2 separate regions of the Macaca mulatta genome follow, and region 1 is linked to region 2. A link is a contact called in public Hi-C data. All regions are on one chromosome and are shown on one strand. The core of a region is the stretch at or near the end of the contact, and the rest is flanking DNA. Distances in the headings are between cores, read along the strand shown. Region 1 holds the start of RNF7 (ring finger protein 7). Region 2 has its middle 26 kb from the start of PXYLP1.

Evidence for each region. Hi-C and Micro-C count contacts between places; a contact is called where the count stands out from the background.
Region 1: a contact with region 2 is called in a Hi-C map of fetal cortical plate, with 2.1 times the contacts expected there. The contact joins the promoter of RNF7 here to the enhancer-like site in region 2. A contact is called at or near these places in 3 of 14 Hi-C or Micro-C datasets (fetal cortex germinal zone, fetal cortical plate and liver).

Annotation. Positions count from the first base shown.
Region 1 is chr2:44,725,178-44,732,102 of T2T-MMU8v2.0, forward strand. It overlaps RNF7 (ring finger protein 7), which reads left to right and starts at 4,349. Exons shown (of 3, transcript NM_001266476.1): 1 at 4,349-4,656. The coding sequence starts at 4,482. It overlaps LOC114676259, which reads left to right. Exons shown (of 13, transcript XM_077991540.1): 13 at 1-1,804.
Region 2 is chr2:44,285,958-44,293,011 of T2T-MMU8v2.0, forward strand. No RefSeq gene overlaps it. Among named protein-coding and RNA genes, the nearest start is that of PXYLP1, 26 kb to the left of the region's middle. Within about 2 kb of position 4,939, at least 12 of the 40 cell types and tissues checked have an H3K27ac peak or open chromatin away from gene starts, as enhancers often do. A contact at or near this core is called in fetal cortex germinal zone and fetal cortical plate, where this site is marked.

The DNA.
Region 1 (6,925 bases), core at 3,099-5,598, 440 kb after region 2:
ATCTCACGAGGATCCTGCAGAGGGGTGCCGGGGATGGCCTTGACAGGTAGGTCGGGGCCATATTGTGGCAGGGCTTAAATGAACAATCAGGACATTTAGATTTCGTTCTGATGATAATGTGGAGCTTTGGAACATTTTGAGCAGGAGAATGTCAGAGGAAGGAAAATTAACCAGGCATGTTAGATTGAGTGGGATTTAGACTGGGGAGGAAAGGCAGGGAAGAAGTCAGGACACCGTAATCCAGAAACAAGGTGATGAGGTTAAGATTCCACAATGGGAATGGAAAGTCTGGTTGATTCTAGAAACTTCTAAAGAAAGAATGAACAGATAATTACGTATGAAGGGTGAGGAAGGGGAAAGAGTCAACAGTGACTGTGGTTTCAGACCCGGACAGTTATACCTAGGAGAGAATTACATCTCAGGCAAAGAAAGCAAACTGTTGAAAGAAAGCTAAATTTTGCAAGAAAGGAAATGAACTCCCTTTCACCTGTCGAGTATGAAGCAACAATGAGTCATTCAAGCAGATGTCACCAATATCTAATAGAAAAACTCAGCAGATTTCAAAAAAGAGGTAAAAGCATACACACAGTGCTATACTCATCCACACCTGCAGCTTCAGAAGATTCAATGTGGAGCAATTTTAGACAAATGGATTAAAATCGATCCCCAAAACTCTACTTTCTCAGCAAAGTCACCAGGTTTCTAAAGAAGGCATCATGAAATTTAGGCATGGGTTTCTCTCTTTCATTTTTCATCTATTCTGAAATATTCTACGTCACTTCTTTTTTCACATCTGAAATTGATTTACATCACACAGTTGATGATTGATGTCTTACGATGAATGAAATATAATGTTGGGAGGATTTAAGGAATTCTCCAACAAAGGCTGATTGCTTTGGTCAAATGTACGCTTTCAGTATGGGATGTGTGTGCACGTGCGTGTGTGTGTTGGGGGAGTGGGGCAGCAGGATTAATAATTTATGGCCACAGCACTGTCATCTAAGACCAAGAGAGGCAAATGAACTGGAGGGTTCCATCTGACCAAAAAAGACCAGCAAATGCTCAGGGACCTATGGACATGAACACAATTATTTCCAAGAAAAAAGATGAGCCATAACTCTTGTCTGACAAGTGTGATGGAGAGCAGACTTGCTTAGAAGGACATTCCCAGGAGGAGGTAGCATATACTTTTCAGGCTAGCTTTGATCTCTAGCCTCTAGGAACAATTTTCTTGCTTTGTCATTATAGTTCCAAACATTGGTCCCTTTGGGGAAACTACTCCAGCTCAACAAGCAAATGTCATCAGGTTTGTTTTTGTTTTTATTTCTTTCCCTAGTGCAGGAAAGAAGTCCAGAATATGCCTCTATAGCATAAGGATTATTTTGAGCGAAAGGCATTTGAGAATCGACAGATGCAGGAAGAGTTGTTTTATTTTATTTTAATTTTTTCCCTGAACTTACCTGTCTAAAAGCAATGCCTCTCAAAAGAATTCAACTGTCTTAAATTCCTTCCCAGGAATTTTAAAACCAGGGAAGGTTGACCCTATCATTAGAAACAAGAAGTTGGTACTGGGATAATAAATCAGCTAATAGACTTTGTCACAAAACTATCATATCTCCTATCTATTCTCCCAAAGGCCTGTTTATCTTTTCTGAAAGTTATTTTCCAGAAGTGCCCTTTCTCCTTCTCCCTTTCCTTTATTTAGACAGTGTATAAGCCCCAAATTCTAATTGCCCCTTGAGTCATAACTTTCTGTGAACTCTGACTACTTTGGTTAATAAAAATCTATCTTTTCTCCTGCTAATCTGTGTTTTGTTGGTTTAATTTGCAATCCCCCCAAATACTGAACCTAAGAGGGTAGAGGGAAAGTTTTACTTCCCTGACAACAGGAAAACTTATTTTGTTAAAGATGAATGGCACAGAAGGGGGAAATGATGGTTGGAGTGAGGACCAAAGAAATAACAAAAATGTCCACTTGTACTGAGACAAACTTTTCCTAAATATTTATCAGTTAGTCCTTAAATATTTTGCTTAAGAGAAGTCCTCAAAATTAAAGAAACTACGTCTTCAATGTACTGAGCAGAAGGAATGGAGACTGTGCAGCTGAGGAAGCGGGGGCTGAAAAATAAGTGTGGGTTGTGTCCCCACACACCAAGGACTGGTGAGAGGAACAACGCACAGTGGTGGAGTGGGAACTGAGCAGGCCATGAGGAGGACAGATATTTGTTTTGCTGCATTCAAGGCCGCCTATAGTTCCTGCCCTTTGGGTGCTCATGATGGCAGACAAGCTCTCATGAAGGTGAACCAAAGGAGGGAAATCACAGGAGACCCATTGGCCCCGCCACGCCTGAACAGCTGCTGCAGCCTGAACTTTCCACCTCACTCCTGCTTTCCCTTCTCCCCATGCATGCTTGCTTGTTGCACTGAACTCCAGTGCATCACTCATTCCTGTTCTCTTTGTCAGGAGAAAAAGTTCTCCTGACATGCAGTGTGTCAAAACCATACTCATCTCCCCAATCCGCCTTCCACTTCCCGCCCCTATGCTCCCGCCTGGCTTCTATTCTCAAATTTCACCGCAGCCGACACCTCTCTCCAGATTTCATGGCTCAGCAAGGGCACATACCATTCCTCCAGCAAAGCCATCCTTCTCCCTTTTCACCATTTCATCCTTTTGTCTTTCAAACTTCTCACCAACTGGGTGCGTTTTATCCTTCTCTTTGTTAGATACCTAGCATTTACAGCCATCTCTAGGCAGATGTGTGGTCGTTCAGTAAGAAGGGAACACATGTTTTGTGTGCTCACTCCAATGGGTGTCTGGCTTATAAAGTTGGTGTGGTCCAATTCCTGTCTGCCACCACCATTGTGCTCTGCTCTGCCCAACAGCTCAGAGAGGTTTGCTCTCTCCACTGGCCCTGAAGGCCCTGAAGGCCTCCCATGTTCCCCCAGTTCAAACTTCACCTCTCCCATGAGGCTTTCCCTCACTGCATCCTGCACCCTCACAGCCCTTAACACACCACTCAACAAATACACATTTCCATCTAACCGAATGTGACCCTGCGTCCATATTTATGTTTCTATAGATTAATGCATTCTTGTTTCCCCTGCCAGGTTCCATTGGCCTGGTTACCTTTTGCCCAGGTATCAGGAGATGAGGGGATGGCGAGAGGCTCAGAATCCAAACTTGACAGAGTAGGTGTCCACCACTAGGTGACGGTGGGATCAGGCATCTCCTTAGGCTGTCTGTGCTTCTGCTTTCTTTTCAGTGGAGATGCCTGCTTTCTTGGAAACACATGTGATGGTGGGCTAGCAGTAGAAGCACTACTGTAATAACAATGTGATCTTTGTCATTTCACTTCTTCGGACCTCATTAGTCCTACATATAAAAAGAGGAAGTTAAACTAGCTCAAATGTACTGAGCAGAAGGAATGGAGACTCTGCAGATGAGGAAGCAGGGCCTGAAAAATACGTGTGGGTTGTGTCGCCACACACCGGGACTCCTGGGATCCTGACCTCTTTTAGGGGTCAAAAGAGGGCAAACTAGTTGCCTAACAATATTTAGAGCTATTTCTCTCTTTTCACTCTCATTCTACGAGTGTACACGGGAGTTTCTAGAAATTACATGGTATGTGAAGTTATCCCTCTAATGATAACCTCTAATGAGGTTATTACTGTGATTTTTAATGAATACATTTAAAAATATGTTTTAATTTCTTAAAAAGAAACATTAATCTCTATGTACGTGTGTATACATATACAGGAAATGTATGAATATTCATTATACATGAATGTACATATATTCATTGTATATATGTATATATATTCATACATATGTGTGTGTGTATATATATATTTATACATTTCCTACATAAATAAAAGCTCTTTAAGGGACTAATAATTTTTAAGTGAAAAGGAGTCCTGAGACCAAAAAGTCTGAGAATCACTGAGCCAGATTTCTAGATCTTTAAGATCATTAATTCACTCAAGAAATAATTGTGCCTCTTGTGGCCAGGCATTTTGTAGATACCGAGGACAATGTGGTGATAAGAACATATTCCCTGCTCTGATAGAGTTTTACACTTGGGAGGGAAAAGACAAACAAGTAAATTAACAAGATTATTTCTGAGAGCAGTAGTTTTAATGAAGCCATAAAGCAGGACACACATTCCAGCACAATCTGTGCGCCTGCTCAGACGTAACACCCCGCAGCGCGGCAGGCGGATTCGGCAGCGTAGCCCCGAGAAGCCCCAAGCCCGCTCGGTCGCCCCAGGAGGGCGGGGGCGGGGCCTGCCTGCCCCCCCGCCGCTGGCGTCCGGTGACGTCACTGGGCCGCGCCAGCCAATCGTGGGTGGCCGGGGTCTGGGCACCACGGTGGCCTGCGGCCTGCGGGCGGCGCTGTGGCCCGTCGGGCGGCCCGGCAGAGCCGCCCTAGCCTCCCGCCTACCCCAAGCCAACGTCTCCGCCGTCGGCTCCGCGGCGCCGCCATGGCCGACGTGGAAGACGGAGAGGAAACCTGCGCCCTGGCGTCTCACTCCGGGAGCTCAGGCTCCAAGTCGGGAGGCGACAAGATGTTCTCCCTCAAGAAGTGGAACGCGGTGGCCATGTGGAGCTGGGACGTTGAGTGCGATACGTGCGCCATCTGCAGGGTCCAGGTGATGGGTAAGCGCTGCACGCAAGGCCGGGGCCGCGCTGCGGCCTCCGGGAGCCGACTTCGGGATTGGGACTGGACGGGCGCCCGCCAGAAGCCTTGGAAAGTCCCCTGCCTTGGGGAGTGGGTGGAGGTCGCCCTGCCCGGGCGCCGGAGGAACGCGGAGCCACGATCCTGTTGCGGCTCCTGAGGGCTGAGGGGTTGTGCAACAGGCGCCCGGCGCCGGGTGGTTGGTGTTCTAGGGAGAGAAATGGGCAATAAACGGAGGTAAACAAGGTAATTTCAGGTAGTGATGGGTGTGACCAGGAAAATAAAACCGGGTGATTGTTGGGAACTAGCAGGAAACACTTCGGTTTGTGTGGCCAGCCCCTGTTCTAAAAGCTCATCGCAAGGTGGACAGAGTAAAGGCCGTGATTCAGCAGTGAACTTTAATAGTCTTGGTCACCATCAAAGTGATGCTCCGGAGTCATCTTCCACAAAACGACACCCTTAGTTCTCCTCGAGGTACACAGGAAAGTGTTCACAGCCATTGCATTTCCGGATTAGCTTACCGCCGCTCTTCGAATGGCTTTTAAATCTGGATTGATCTAAGACGGGTCAGATAGCACTAGCGTGGCTTGAAGGGGACAGTGTGATTCAAGAATATCTAAGTTTCATGGAAGCCGAAGAATTGTAAGCCCTTTTTTCAGAAATGTAGAACTTCACCTCCATTACACCCCCCTCTCCATATCGGATGTCATTTCCTGGAGAAGATACTGCCCTGCTCTGAGTCATGCCTTTGTGGAGAACCCTCTTACAAATATGTCCTCTTTCTGTGATATTTGGAGTTAAAATATTAGACCAAGCAAAATGTTTCAGAACAGCTTACTCTTGTTATATTTTATATGGTTCTAAGATCTCAGACCACTTTGAAAAGCAAGTGCTGTTTAAATGCAAGTTGTATTTTCAGATAGGGCATTTAAAATTACTGTGAGAGCATCTTCAGTGGAGTTCTTTATTGAGGGTAGTTAAAGAAAACAGACATTTCTGTAGTTTGAAAACTGACTTGTCTTGAAAAATGAGAGAATTGGAGAACATAAAGAGAATTGCTGTCCTTGAGGGGGGATGAGACTTTAAACCTACCAGAATCAAGAGATTTCTCAATTTATGCTCTTTTGTCTTTTATTCTAAGGGCTTGTTTCAAAGAGGATTTACAACAATTGGATTCAGATATTTTTACCTTTTACTTTTGAAAGACCTTGTTATTAGACATGACCCACTTATTTTATATGGATCACTTGAGCCCAAGAGTTTGAGACCTGCCTAGGCAACATCGCAAGACCCTATCTCTACAATTAAAAATTAAAATAAAGTGACCAGGCATGGTGGCCTCCAGCTACTCAGGAGGCTGAGGTGGGAGGATCCCTTGAGCCCAGGAGGTCGAGGCTACAGTGAGCCTTTTTCCTGCCACTGCCACGATACTCTAGCTTGGGTGACAGAATGAGACCCTGTCTCAAAAACAAACAAACAAAACATATTAGGCTTTAAAAGTATCTAGTTTATTTGCCAGCAGTACAGCTGCCCCTACCCTCACTTAGGAATCATAGTTTCCAGTTTGGGAAGCATTTTTTAACTGATCCAAGAGACTTTTTTTTTTTTTTTTTTTTTTTTTTTGCAATACAAGTTTTGCTAAACATTTTATCTCCTAAATAAATTCCTTTAGTTTAAAGGAAACTAAACTTTCACTTAGTTCCTTTTCAGTTTAAAAATAATGTTCCCAAAGGGTATTTTCAAAAGATTTCTCTCCCAAAAAGCTATTTCCTCCCCGAAGGAAAAACATTTAAGCAGTAAGTGGAAATGTATAACCTGAAATAATGATTGAAACTTTGCAACAAATAAACTTTACTGAGATATTTTAATGTAGGTCAAAGTATAGGCTATAAATGACACATTTCATCATAAACTTTCTAATTATAGCAAGTATTCTGCTACTACAGGATCAGTCTTGCATATTTGCAAACAGCTGTACTTTGGGTTCAGGAAAGTATTCTAGGCTAGACCTTTGTATTTTGTTTATGAGGTGTTAAAACCCACTTAGAGGTCAGGTGACAGCAGAAGGAAACTTTTTTTCCAGACTTCCTAGTCTTTACCCTAGCACCCTTCTAAAAGGTGTTATTGTACTCCTTAGAAATGTGCTGTTTTAGATTCTAGGAAGATCATTAAAGCAAATTTTTATCTTTTATCTGCAACTTTAGGAATTTGTGTAGATTTGGGTCAGTTTTGATAATCTACATTAGAGCT
Region 2 (7,054 bases), core at 3,689-6,188:
CTCTGATGAGGAGAAGGCATCCCTGAGGGCCAGCTCAGCTCCTGAGAGCTACAGAGCCCCTCAGCAGAGGGATGGCCTGAGGCCTGCCTTCCGGACAACTTTGTCAGCAGTAAAGTTGCCATGTAGTGCCAACTACATGGGTTCCATAAGTGTTTCTTCATCAGTCTTCACAACATTCTGAGGAAAGTCCTAGTTCCCTAATGTGAATGAGGAAAACAGGCAGCGGCTGGGGGGGCCGGCAGGGGTTGAAGTCACTTTTTCAAAGGAAGAGTCAGAGCTGAGTCTAACTCATGTTCACACGATACCAGTGAACTGAAGAGCACTTAACAGCCGAGCACGGTGGCTCATGCCTGTCATCCCAGCACATTGACAGGCCGAGGCGGGAGGACTGCTTGAGCCCAGGAATTTGAGATGAGCCTGGGTAACATAGAGAGACCCTATCTCTACAAAAAAATTTAAAAAATTAGCTGGGAGTGGTGGCACATGCCTGTGGTCCCAGCTCCTTGGGAGGCTGAGATGGAAGGACTGTTTAAACCCACGGCAGTTGAGGCTGCATTGACCCGTGATTGTGCCATTGCACTCCATGTGGGTGACAGAGTAAGACCCTGTCTCAAAACAAACAAAAAACCAAAAACCACCATATGAGATACCATGGGAACATTTACACCATTTCATTAATCTTCACAGTAGTCCTACCAGATACTATATTTGCTGGCAAATATCGATGAATAATATAATGGGGTTAAAGCAGTTCTACATTTAAATCTAAACGGTTAGGGGAATATTCCAACTCTGCCTCTAACCATCTGTGGATTGCTCTTAAGAAAACTTACAATGTAAAATGTATCTTTGCAGCAGTTACATTACATTCAACCACTAGGGGGCAGCATCAACACAATTTTTCAGTCTTCCATCTGTAAAGGAAGCAGGGTAGTTTGAGGGTGTTTTAACAGATTGAGCAGCTGTCCAGGTCTGCCTGGCACTGAGTAGTTTCCCAGGATGAGGGGCTTTCAGTGCTTAAAAAACAGGAAAGTCCCAGGCAAACTGGAACAAGTTGGTTACCCTGGTGTTATACGTTGAGACGGTAGTGAGAAACTACTGTCATTCCCACTTTTACAGAAAAGGAAACCACAGGAGTAGTTCGTCTGAGGCTCCACATGGCTGCTGGTGTGCAGCAGAGCTGGGACTCCCGCTGTGCCCATTTCACACGCAGGACCATGCTCTTAAGCAGGGTATATGATAATGCCTCCTGAACCATTTAGGACTGCCTTTGGTTCCGTGCTACCGAAACCTGATGACAGTGGCCTAAGCAATAAAGCCTTTCACTCTCGCCCGTGGCACCACGATGTCATCAGGAACCCAGACTCCCGTTCGCCTCGCACTGGCTAGAGCGGGGCCCCTTGGCTTCCTCCGCTGTAAAGGAGTCTAGGAAAGTGAGGATCTTTATTGGGCACAATGCTGTCCCAAACAAGCTCAGCCTCCTTTTACTTGAGAAAAAAGGGGAAGTGGTATTGGGTAGAGAACTAGCAGTGACTACCACACTCTCCAAAGCCACCTTTATACCGAAGGTGTGGATGCTGCGCCACCCAGATCCCCCACTTCAGGACTTCTTCCCCCAGTTGCTGGTGGTGCTCGGCTGTCAGTGCTTTCAGGGCACTGCTCTGGAGCAGAGAGCCATCTGCTGAAGGACGTGCTGCTTCCCAGGGCAGCCACATCCAATGATTGGTCAGAATAGGGATTGGAAGGCCCAGGGACAACCTGAGGGGCCATCCCAGCTTCAGAGCTCCTTTGGGGTCAGCCAAGGCCTTGTGACTGCAACACAGCCCAACTTCTGCCTCATCCAGCATCCTTCACAGTGTTGAGAGCACTCCCCAGCAACCCCCTGCACCCACATCTGTCTCAGAATCTGCCTCCTGGGAACTGACCTCAATGGAAGGCAAGCAAATCCTAGAGGCTAAGGTCTCTGCTAGCATGGGCAGGAAAGCTGGACTTATTTCTAGAAAAGGGATAAGTGTCTATTGATGACCAATAGATCTTTTCTCACTGCCTTCGAGAGGCTTACCATTTTATTACAGAAGCTAAGTATGCACATATGAAGCAGTAGGAAAAATTTGATTTCAGACAATCCAAAGCTAATTACAGAGGGCTGTGACACCAAGACTTACCATTTGTTAAACATGTACCATGGGCTGGACACTAGGCTGAGCATTCAACTAACATAGTCTGTGCATCTCACAGTATGAGCGAGCACCTGAAGAAGGCATTTATTATCCCCATTTCACTAGTAAGGAAAGCTCTGAGCTCTGAGGCTCGGACGTAGTCATGTATGTAAGATCACACAGTCAATAGTAAGTGGCCAACTCAGGACTGGAATGTGGATTATCCTAGACTATAAAGCTCTTCCAGGTCCCTCTAGCTTGGTACCTCTCCCTGCACCCCCTATTCCATTACAACCACACAAGAGAATAAGTGAACTTGACACTTGGGCTACAGTCAAGAGTCTACTCTGCTCAAGAGGATGATCCCCTTCTCGCATCTCTATATGGATATTTATATTTCTAGCTCCTTTTGTTTCTTTTCCCATTTTTTCCTAATGTAGCTTTTCCAAGAAAATAGAATCTTCTTATAATAGATTGTCTAAGCCTGGGCTCCCTTGAAGCAGAGTGTGAGGGAAAAAAAAAAAAAAGCTTAAATGTAGGTAGTTTGTTAAGTTTGTAGGGGATGTGGTCCCAAAGAGGCAGGAGCGAAAGAGGGGACAGAAGGGGAAGGAGGGAAAGCCAATGTAAGGATGCATAAGGAGGTAACCGGGTCCTCTATCCCACAGGACCTCCTAAGAAGGCTTGGGAAAGACATCTCAGAAGTGTTCACTTGTGGGAAACATTTATCCATTGGCTCCCATCTACAGCTGCCTTCCCTGCTCTGCTGAGTTGCACGTGCACTACTGCCCAGCAGGAGGGTGCCCTGTACACCATGTACATGCCCTGTACACCATAGCATCAGAGAAACCCCAGGGCAGGAAGCAAGAGAATCTCTCTCTCTCTCTCTTCCTCCTTCCCTCCCTCCCTCCCCCCTCCCATGTGTGGACACAGTAAGAAGGTGGCTATCTGCAAGCCAGGAAGAGAGCCCTCACTAGCAATTGAAAGTGCTGTCTCCCTGACCATGGACTTCTCAGCCTCCAGACCTGTGAGAAATAAATGTCTGTTATTTAAGGCAAAAAAGAGAGAGAAATTAGTGACTGGAAAAAGACTAAGAGGGTTGGAAGTGGAGCACGAGACGCATTTTATGTGCAGGATGGGCCAGCACTTGCTGAGCATTTCAATGCCCAAAGACATGCGGTGTGCTTTTTATGTAGAGCTTTGTTTCATCTTACAGTAACCTGTGACTTAGAGAGTATTATCCTTTTTTTTTTTTTTTTTTTGAGACAAGGTCTCACCCTTGTCATCCAGGCAGGAGTACAGTGGCAGTAATAGCTCACTGCAGCCTCAAGCTCCTGGGCTCAAGCAATCCTCCCACCTTAGCCTCCCGAGTAGCTGGGATTGCAGGCACGAGCCACCACACTCAGCTAATTTTCATATATGTGTGTGTGTGTGTGTGTGTGTGTATGAGATGGGGTCTTGCTGTGTTGCTCAGGCTGGTCTCAAACTTCTGGGCTCAAGCAATCTGCCTGCCTCAGCCTCCCACAGTGCTGGTATTACAGGCATGAGCCACCCTGCCCAGCCTATCATCCCCATTTTTAAGACAGGGAAAGAAACTGAGAGTAGAGGTCACTTGCCAAGGCCTCTCAGCCAGGAAGTGGCAGAACTGGGAGGCAAACCAATGTGACTCAAGCCCTTACTTATAGTCATTATATCATTATATTAAACATTCCTCACAGGGGTCTACAGAAAGCATGTGTGATGGCTTACCAATACATACTAAATGTTTCGCTCTGGCATGTATAGATTGTACATTCATGACAGCATAAATCAAATTAAAAACCCTTCCTTGGCCCTCCACAGCCTTCTAGATAAAATCCAGGCTCCCTAAGGTAACCCATGAGGCCCTCCAGGGTCTGGTTCCCACCTACGTCTCCAGCTTTATTACTTGCAGTAAGTATAAGGATGAACGGTGTGTACATGGACTGCAGTTGTTGACGGATTTTCTGCATGTCTGGAAGACAGAAAAAGAGTCTTGGCATCATGGTAGGGGTGTGAGACTGACAGGATCTCTGAGAGGACAGTCGCTTCCAGAGCACTTCAGAAGCCAGTGATTTCTCAGTCCTCCGCTCTCCTCCCCTTCCGCATCTGTGGTCTCGAGTGTGATCACCTAGAAAAAGAGCTTTGGAACCATACAGACTGAGCTCAAATACAGTTCTCTACCACTTCGCAGGTGTGGAGCCTCAGGCAAGGTACCTAGGCTCCTACAATCCCTAAACCAGGGATGATGACTCCCGCAGAGTGTATGTGAAGCTCCAGACACATGGACCATCTCCACCTGGCACAAGTCATTATTTCTCACCAATGACTCTCTCCATTGCTCTGAGACACCAAAACCAGTTAGAACCAGAATGACAGCCCTGCCCACATTTTTTTAAAATGTGAAAGATGAAAGGCCCGCATTTCTTGTTCTGATAACTTCCTGCCATGTGAAGTCTCCTCAAGGACGGTCTTTCACTGCGTGCAGCTTCACAATCACCTCCTCAAGCAGAAGACTGAACCATGACTCCTTTTTAGAAGCTCTCCGGGTAGGGAGGACATATCCACATGCAGGACAGAACCTTGCTTCTCAAATTCAAGAAAAAACAGTAACTAATCTATCAATTCTTCCATGATTCAGCCTGCCAGGGAGTTCTGTAAAGAATCCTTTTCCATCCCTATCACACGTCTGCACGAAGGGGGAGGGAGAGGTGGCAGGGTGCCAGTACACCGGCAGGCACTTCCGGCAATGCCCGGGCTCCGCTCCCTTTCTGCTGGTAGTGGTAGGCGTCATTTCTGGCAGCTGCTGCAGCTTGATGCAGGGGAGGAAGGGGCCACCCACCAATCACCTCTTCCTGATGCTGTATTTTTGACGTTCATGGAAGAGGTCTGTCTCAGAGCTCCCTAAGCTGACAATCTTTGGGCAGCCATCTCTATCCTTCTCCTGGCTGGTGCACTCCTTACAATAATAGGCATCAGAGACTCCCACGGCCTCCACAGATCTCACAGTGCCCCTGGTAAGAGCCATTGTTACACTCATCACATAAGCACACCAGGGTGCAGGGACACACACAGCGGTCACAAATCACACGCTTGCTGTCACAGTTTTCACACAATCTTCCGATGGCAACACCAGCCTGCTTGCAGAAACAAATAAATCCAGATAACGTTCAGCTGTAGCTCCCATCCACAATGCCCTGTCCACGCTGCCCTGCCCACTTTTTAAAGCCAAGACGCCCGCCTGGAGGCATCAAATCATGCTTTATGCATAAGTTGGAGCTACAACGCCTTAGCCACACGCACCTCCCTTAGGGGAACTCAAATTTACTGAGTCCTGCCTTCGTGCCCAACACTGTATTTGGAACCTTATAAAACATCTCCACTATTCCCCCAAAAGGGCTCATCCTTTCCCCTTGTTTCTTCATTATCTATGTCTAATTTCCATCCTTCCTGCTTTAGTTGGACTTGCTGTTCATCTGAGAGGAAGCTGCTGACCACAGAGTTCAGCAAAAGAATGGGAGTCTGGAGGCTCAAAGTGTGGCCCCTGGAGAAGGTGAACGAGAAGTAGCCCTGGATATGGTGTAGACCCCCACAAACCAGAGATCCTGCCCTCAGTGCCTCAGCTTTAGGAAGCTGCTCCCCGCCTTGCTCCTGGGCAGGCAGGTACAGTGTTCATTTCCCCATACCCCAGCATCCCCACCCCAGTTTCTCTCTCCTCTCCCATTGCCCGGTGCTTTGGCTGGCATGCTCCTGACAACCAGGGAGGGCAAGTCCTTCTCCTGGTGGGTAGCTGGCTGGCTTCCTCCCAGCTCAGAGCCAAGCATGTCTCAGGTACTCCCTAGGAGGGGAAGTCCTTCCAGGGGCCTTTCCTCAAAAGCCGGCCAGAAACAGGCTCCTTCAAGCCTAAAGTTGAGTCCATGGAGTGTGCAGAGTGGGGTTGTGAAGGAATGCCACACCACCCTCTGGTGGCAACTCCGCCTGGCCCATGTTTTGTGGCTTTTCCTCTTTCCCTGTCAACCACACCAGGTGAGGCCTCTTTCCCAGCAAACTGAAGCTCCCTCCGGAGGCCCACGAGGAGTCAAATCTTCTCCCCACCTGTGTACATTATCTTCAAGCTGTAGCAAGTGGAGACACGCTCTGAGTCCAGATGGCCTCACCCCAGCTGCCCGTTTGTCCCACTGATGAGCCAGGTGTTTAGCATTTTAAACATCTAGCACCCTGATTGACGGACGGACCATTAAATTGACTTTCTGACTGATGGATCCTGATGGACCACTGTCTATCCTAAAAATTAATCCTGAGTAATTGACTGGCTGGTTGACTGATTAAACATCTAAACACACAAATCACTTGATTGACCTAATGGACTTCTTGTTTTTGTTGTTTTTGGTTTTGCTTGTTTTTTGAGATGGAGTCTCGCTCTGTCGCCTAGGCTGGAGTGCAGTGGCACGATCTCGACTCACTGCAAGCGCCGCCTCCCAGCTTCACACCATTCTTCTGCTTCAGCCTCCTGAGTAGCTGGGCCTACAGGAGCCTGCCACCACGCCTGGCTAATGTTTTGTATTTTTTAGTAGAGACGGAGTTTCACTTTGTTGGCCAGGCTGGTCTCGATCTCCTGACCTCGTGATCTGCCCGCCTCGGTCTCCAAAGTGCTGGCATTACAGGCATGAGCCACCGCACCTGGCCACCTACTGAATTTCTTACTGATGTACTAACCGTAGGTAACTGAACACCTGACAAGCTTAAACTGACTGTATGACTGACTCTTTAACCAGCTGAATGACTGACTGCCCAGCGGAGGACCTACAATACCTGATGTCTGGCTCCATAACTAAGGGTTACAGATGGATGGGAGAAGAGGCTGCCCTTTCCTCACGCTC